2 separate regions of the Mus musculus genome follow, and region 2 is linked to region 1. The links are chromatin contacts, called in public HiChIP or PLAC-seq maps. All regions are on one chromosome and are shown on one strand. The core of a region is the stretch at or near the end of the contact, and the rest is flanking DNA. Distances in the headings are between cores, read along the strand shown. Region 1 has its middle 3.2 kb from the start of Gm30509. Region 2 overlaps Hsf2bp (heat shock transcription factor 2 binding protein).

Region 1 (3,648 bases), core at 653-3,152:
GAAGCCCCATGGGGGTGAGTTCCTTCATGGGTGGGTAGACTGGGATCACCGGCCTGCCCACCACACCTGGCTTTGTGGCCATTTGTTCTGCAGCCCCAGGAAGCTCATCTGCCATCTCTATAAAGTGGTGGCGAGTACCTAGACCCTGCTTCTTGCCAATGCTGCCACATCTGTCACCTTGCTTTCTGTGGAATTCACAATGATTTCTGCCTGATGTGTCCTGCCCCAGGGTGCTCTGCAAGTTTCTGGCTGTCAGGGATGCCAAACTATAGCACATAACATGGCTCAAATTGGTGGCTTTGTATGTGAGACAGCCATCACCGGTCCCCTGAGGCACCCGGTGTTCAAGTCATCTGTTTGTCCCCTCGGGATGCAGAGTCAGAACTACCCCATCTCGAGCCTGGCATGCCACTGGACCTCAGCTGGAGTGAGTTGCAGAACGCATCAAAGAACGTCTGTCAGACCACACTGGAACTTCTTGGAAACCTAGACTGACTTCTCAGGAATTTGCATTTTGTTTCAATTTAGATTTTAATGAGCCAGACTTCCTCAGGTGGGTTCCCCCAGGAAACCCCAGTGGTCACACTGGAGGAGATGCAGCTGCCGATGGGATTTTCCCAGCATGCTCTGCCTGGCTGGGCCGAAAGACAGACAGATAGTGCTATGACTAGAGATAAGGGGATACCCAACACTGGGCTTCCTCTCAAGGCCTCTCTGGAGGCAGAGAATTACTTTCAGCAACCGGGGATGGCTTCATCACCAATCTGAATTCTAGCACATTCCGTAGCTCTAGCACAGATAAAGCAGCCATTAATTCTAGCTGACATCATTTCCAGCTTCAGATGGGATCAATGGGCTCAGCCCTGGGAAAGGAAGAGACAGACAGTATTTGAGAGTGGTAGTGCTAAGTCCTTGAAAAGGGCCTTGCGTGGACAAAGGGGCTGACTGGAGCTTCGTTTCTGCCTCCCTTGCCCACACCACCCATCTGGTCTCTGGGTCATCCCTTCTTGGTAAACTTCTGCTGTCTGGATGAGCCAACGAGGCAGAGGAGAGGCCAGTGCTCGTCCCAGTATGGCTCTGACTTTGGGGTCAAAACAGGCCAGACACCAGGAGACCCATGTGGCCCTGTAACCCTCACCTTGCCCTGAGCTTTGCCTGTGCTGTCCACACAGAACTTGGCTTAGTGCAGGGCCCCCAAAGGGCAGGTCTGAGCCTGGACACGGGGTAAAGGAAGATGGTTTTGGAATCCATCCCAGGGATCCAGTCGATCCCCGACAGGCATGTGGAGACAGACGGACAGATGGACACGGGGTAAAGGAAGATGGTTTTGGAGTCCATCCCAGGGATCTAGTCGATCCCCGACAGGCATGTGGAGATAGACGGACAGAGAAGCTTCGAGAACAGCTGACTGCTATGTGCCACAGCGTCTGCACTCCGGGGCCCCAGGGAGGAATTGGTAGAGCTCTGTTTTACAGCCCTACAGTGATGGCAGGCAGACATGACCAGCTCCTAGTCCTGCTGGCTGGCCATTGTTCTTGGGGTCTTAGACTGGCTGAGTGCAGACTGCCATCAAGCAGGGACATATGGGCACAGAGCAAATAAAACCATCTTCTTTTACCTCATTAGCAACACCTGTGCCCCTTTGTGTGGCTCTGGGTCTGTCCAAGTTAATAAACTGCCCAGGGCTGATGGGGTAGGAGAAGGCGGGCCACAAAGGATAGGGCAGTCTGGAAGCGGAGAAAGAACTTCTCTGATGGATGTGTGTGTGTCACCATCCCTTGGCCAAAACAGTACCTAAAGTGTCCTGCTTTGCCATGCGGACTGGTCACTAAGAGGGACTTTTGGCCTAGTTGCCTGGAGCTCTCCCTCCGCTTGTGTCCAGGGGGCGGGGCTCTCTGCTGCTGCCACTTTCCTGGATCTTATTTTGCTGTGGAGTTTAGTACACAGTGCTGACCCTCGCCCTCCCTGCTGCTTTGTCACATCCAACATGATGATCTCACCCTTTCCTGTTCGTTTCCAATTAGTCTGATTCATCCTGACCTCTCCACGGGTCACCCCAGCAATTGGGTGCTCTCTCGAGGCTCCAGGCTAAATAAAAGAAACATTCTTACCCTCATTTGGTACATTATATGCGTAAGTGTCTATACGTGAGTGGGGTTGGGTGTTTTGCAAGTCTAGATATACACACGGCAACACACACGTTCACGGCCACTGACATAGAAACACAAAGCACACAAACAGTCCTGCGTATGTACAAACATACCCGTATGTACACAGATTCATGGGTGCACACAGAAATGCAAACATGGAAACAGGCACAGAGGCTCCTCTGTGTACTATCCATTAGACAGTGGCCTTGTAAGCCAACTAGGCTGCAGTCCAGGTACCAAAGCTAGCAGCAAACATAGTACCATGGTGTGGGCTGACGTCCTCGGAGACCCCCAGGAAGCACCTGGTTGTCCCTAGCCTTACACGGGGCTTTCTCGAACCGAGGATCCAAGGCTTCCCCATAAAAGGAGTCTTGCAGAGTTGATGATGCCTGCCACATCCTGTCCAACACTGACTTCTACAACAGACAGGGTGCTGGGAACAGGGGACCCTCTTGAACTGGTGAAGGTACTTGCTGGGAGACTCATGGTGACTGAGTGTACCACGCTCATTCTATAGGTGACTTGGCTCCTCAGTGTCCCAGCCCCCAACCTCACACTAACCAATGACTTCAAACTGAGTCTCTCTCTCTCTCTCTCCCATTACTCCTTCAAAGTGTTTGTGGTTTGGTGGCTTTAGTGTGGCATGTCTTGTTCGGGGCCCCTCCCCTACAGGGCATAGGAAGGCCAGCATCTGTTTCAGTCCTGTGTGGGTAGAGAGCAGTAGAGGGCATCAGCCCAGAGATCTGAGGAACTACAGATAAAAAGAGAGAGAGGACAGACAGCTAGACCCTGAGGCTACCCACTGCTAGCGTTCCCCAAACGAACACATTCCAAGTGTCTGTGCCTTGCCTCATTCACCTAGTAGTGTGTGACTCTGCATGGGACTCACAAGAGAAGCCACACTGTCCCAGTCTCCCTCAGAGGTGACACTGGAACCCACCCCTGAGAGAGCAGGTTGCTCACCTTCGAGAAGGAGCTCCTTGAAGCCTCCTTCCACCTGCTTCTGGCTCCCTGTGTTTCTGTGTGAGCCAGGGGTGCGGTGTGAAGCTGTGCCCACAGGGCACACTATCGTAGAGGCCCTCGGTTACTAGCATTTGGGAGATTCCCTGGTTACGTTTCTTTCCCCTCCCCTCCCTCCCTCTCTCTTCATTCCTTCCTTATATTATTTCTTCATCGCAGGAGACTCAGGCACCCCTCCAGGCTGCACAGGTGCCCCTCCCCCACCACTAACTTCTCCCTCTCTGTTGGTCCCATCCTGTATTAAGCCACCTCCCAGGGCCTGCTGTCAGTCATCCTGACATCTTTCCTTCCTGGGTAGTAACTGTGGGTGAACAGGTCAAGCCTGCAGCCAGAGCCAGCTGGGTCCCAAGTGAACACTCTCCGAAGCTTGGGGAACATGGTTCCAGCACAAAATAGGTCCACTTTCCCTAGGGATACTTCCCTGTCGATCCCTCAGTTACTTGAGGCTATTCAGCGAGGAGCAAGTCCTTCAAGCGCC
Region 2 (3,648 bases), core at 685-3,184, 92 kb before region 1:
TAGAGCATCTTACCATTTCCCATGATGTCATTCCATCAACATTTTCAAAGTTTATCCTTGTTATAACATGGGTCAGCACTTTATGTTTACAGTATGGATGCCCAGCATGTGTGCATTCGTCGTCCGATGTGCACTTGGGTCATAAGCTGTGACCCATGCTGCTGGAGTGTGCCTACACAAGTCTTTGTGTTATCTAGTCATTTCCCTCACTTGAGCATGACTAGAGTTTCCCTTCACATTAAAAGACTGTTCCCTTGGAAACAGGTCTCTAAAATGACAGTTCTCTTTTGTTCAATGTGTGGGAAGTGCAGCATCATTTCCTCTGAGAAGCCCACTATTTAGGAGTCACTTCTCTTATGTTCAGCATAGACTCCCAAGGTTTGGGTATGTTCTGGATCATAGTGCGTGTTTCAGTGTTTTGGCACCCTGTTTTTTGGCTTAATCAGGTACATGCTCTGTCAGTGTTTCCCAGCTGTTTCCAGCCTTCCTCATTTTGCTCTCATTCTACAGAGCTGTGAACATTGTGTCTTACCAGTTCCCTTGGGGTTTTAATGTCATCTTTCTCTTGCTAGCTCACATTGCTTCATTCCATTTTCCTGTCTTTTCCTCCACTCATCTTTCATTTCTTTGTTTTTCTGTGCTTGTGTGCATAGGAACACATTGCCACCATGCTGATGTGAACTAGCACAGGCAGCTTTTTTATGTGGGTTCTGGGGTCACACCTGAATGGCTGGGCCTGCCTGGCTAACACTCTACTCACTGAGGCGTTCTTCTGGCCCTCACAGATTTTCTTCACCTCGCCCTTTAATTCTCTCTCTAGTAACCACTTTGTCTCAGTTATTGTATTTTCAGTTCTAGCTTGCTTTGTTACTAAGTATACTTTCTCTTTATTTGCTAGGATCATTTTTAAGACTTTACACCTTTGTTCATTGAGGAACTCTCATGGTGGCTGCTTTAAAACCATTGTATTAACCTGTCACTACACTGAAATACCCAAGGCAGGTTAATTTGTAAATTTTGAAAATGCTTATTTTGGTTCATGGGTTTGAGGGTCAATGCCTTAACAGCTCTGTTAATGTTCTGGTAAGGAACACCTGTGCTGCATCCTGTTGTAATAGACAACTCAGGTCTATGTGTGTCTTTATCTACTTTTACGAAGCTACCAGGGTTCAGTCACTAATGATTGAATTAATTCCCAAAGGCCTTACCACTAAAAGCAATTAGTATATTATTTACACTTTAACACTACTAACAACTCACGAATGGCATTTAGATTCCCACATGAGTTCTGGGAGGGAGCAAGGCCTCTAAAGGCAGGGGTCCTATAGACCCTTTTAAGACAGTCAGTCCTAGCATGTCCCCTCTGTGTGAGACAGTCCTAGCATGTCCCCTTTGTTTGGTGATCCTTCATCATATTGCCTCACCTGTCTCTAAGTGCCAGGTTTCTGTGACTGGGACTGAGTTCTGTATTACTCTTCTATATACATGGTCTATGATAGTTTCCCTCCCTTCAACTATTGTCACAGTGACTGAGCTCTTATGGAGTCATCATGAGGTTATCCCTATTGGCTGTACCCTTGGCTGTATTTATCTCATGACTCCAGTCTTATCCTTTCCAGGGGTCCACAAAGCTCTTTCTAGCATGCCCAGTGTCAGCGAGGGTGCAGTGGAACCACCAGTAGGCTGACCACTCTACCTAGACCACTCCACAAGTAGAAGGAAAGGTTTAGTGGGGAATCTAACTTCCAGGCTGTCTCAAAGTAGGGGGTAGAACAGCCAAAACGCTGGGAGAAGTCTTGTTAGTTTTAAGGAGACAGCTAGCAGTGAGGGAGGGAAGCATGTAAGCCAGAACAGCCTGCAAGTTAGAGCAAGGGGAGGTCTGATGTGGGCCAGAATAGCCTGGAAAGTACCAAGGGACTTTAATCTGTTACAGGTTTGTCTGACTGAGTTAATCAGGAACTAGATGCTCCTGCCAGAGGCAGTTGGCTGTAAGGGGTGGGTAAGGGAAGTGATGGCTTTTCCCAACAAACAGAAAGCAACTTTACAAGGGTTCTGAGGAATGTGGAGTTTAGGCTTTTGTTTGCCCACAGCGATCCTTCTGTTGACCTGGTCAGAGTCCAGCCTGAGCTGAGGCAGACTGTGTCATTGAGGACATTGTCAGCAGCACTGCTATTTGGGGGCCTGTGCTGGGTCCAACACCTAGTTATTTTGTTCCTCCTGCAGTTTCTTTATATTTGTATTGTAGTTGCCTTATTCACATAAAAGGGGCCTTTTACTTACAGGGTAAATGAGCCTTACTCTGAGTATTGCTCATACAGTGAATTAATTTATATATGTATTCACTTTACATCCTGATCACAGCCCCCCTCCCTCTTCTCCTCCAAGGTGTACCCTCACAACACCCTCCCCCCATTACTCCCTTTCCTTCTCCTCAGAAGTACCATGGGTACCAGCCTGCCCTGGCACATCAAGTCACAGCAGGACTAAGTGCATTCTCTCCTACTGAGATCAGACAAGGCAGCCCAGCTAGGGGATAGGGATCCAAAGGAAGGCAACAGAGTCAGAGAAAGGCCCCTCCCACCCCACTCCCCACCCCCACTCCAGTTGTTAGGAGACTCACATGAAGACCAAACTGCACATCTACTACAAATGTGGGGAGGGGGGAGGCTAGGTTGAACCCCTGCATGCTCCTTGAAAGGTTGGTGGTTCAGTCTGTGAACCCCCAAGGGTCCAGGTTTGTTGACTCTGTAGGTCTTCCTGTGGTGTCTTTGACCCCTCTGGCTCTTTCCATCCTTCTACCTTACCCCTCACTCTTTCACAAGACTCCCTGAGCTTGGCTGTGGGTCTCTGAATCTGTCTTTCCATCAGCTGCTGAATGAAACCTCTCAGAAGACATAGTAAAAATGGCCATCTTACCAAAAGCAATCTACAGAATCAATGCAATTCCCATAAGGTTTCCAACCCCGCTCTTTACAGAGCTTGAGAGAGCAATTATCAACTTCATATGGAAAAACGAAAAACCCAGGATAGCTAAAACAATCCTATTCAATAAAAGAACTTCTGGAGGTATCACTAACCTTGATTTCCAGCTGCACTATAGAACAATAGTAATAAAGACCTCATGGTATTGGGATAAAAACAGACAGGCTAATCAATGAATTAGAATTGAAGAGCCAGAAATAAGCTCAAATATCTATGGATACTTGAGTTTTGACAAACCAAAGCATACAATGGGGAAAAAAAAGCTTCTTCAACAAATGCTGGTGGTCTATCTAGATACCTGCATGTAGAAGAATGCAAATAGATTCATATTTATCAACTTGCACAAAACTCAAGTCCAAATGGGTCAAAGACCTCAACATAAAACTGGATATACTAAATTTAATAGAAGAGAAAGTAGGGAAATGTCTTGAATACACTGGCACAGGAGATAATTTCCTGAACTGAACACCAATAGCTCAGGCACTAAGATTAGCAATAAATGGAACCTCACGAAACTGAAAAGCTTCTGTAATGTAAAGGGCACCATCAATAGGACAAAATGCAAAAGACCTTCACCAACCCTACATCTGATAGAGGACTAATATCCACAATGTATAAAGTGCTCAAGAAATAACACTTACAAACCAAATAACCCAATTTTAAAAG

What was found. HiChIP or PLAC-seq counts read pairs in DNA pulled down with a chosen protein or histone mark.
Region 2: a contact with region 1 is called in an HNF4G HiChIP or PLAC-seq map of pancreatic cancer cells. The contact joins two enhancer-like sites. A contact is called at or near these places in 2 of 484 Hi-C or Micro-C datasets (CD4 T cells and liver), 9 of 115 datasets of contacts at active chromatin or transcription factors (the HPC-7 cell line, Th17 cells, embryonic fibroblasts and 6 more) and 1 of 9 other capture datasets (adipose tissue).

What each region holds. Positions count from the first base shown.
Region 1 is chr17:31,872,470-31,876,117 of GRCm38.p6, reverse strand. No RefSeq gene overlaps it. Among named protein-coding and RNA genes, the nearest start is that of Gm30509, 3.2 kb to the right of the region's middle. Within about 2 kb of position 1,902, at least 67 of the 459 cell types and tissues checked have an H3K27ac peak or open chromatin away from gene starts, as enhancers often do. A contact at or near this core is called in adipose tissue, fibro-adipogenic progenitors and pancreatic cancer cells, where this site is marked.
Region 2 is chr17:31,964,152-31,967,799 of GRCm38.p6, reverse strand. All of the region lies in intron 7 of Hsf2bp (heat shock transcription factor 2 binding protein), which reads left to right. Among named protein-coding and RNA genes, the nearest start is that of Gm30571, 54 kb to the right of the region's middle. Within about 2 kb of position 1,934, at least 93 of the 459 cell types and tissues checked have an H3K27ac peak or open chromatin away from gene starts, as enhancers often do. A contact at or near this core is called in adipose tissue, fibro-adipogenic progenitors and pancreatic cancer cells, where this site is marked.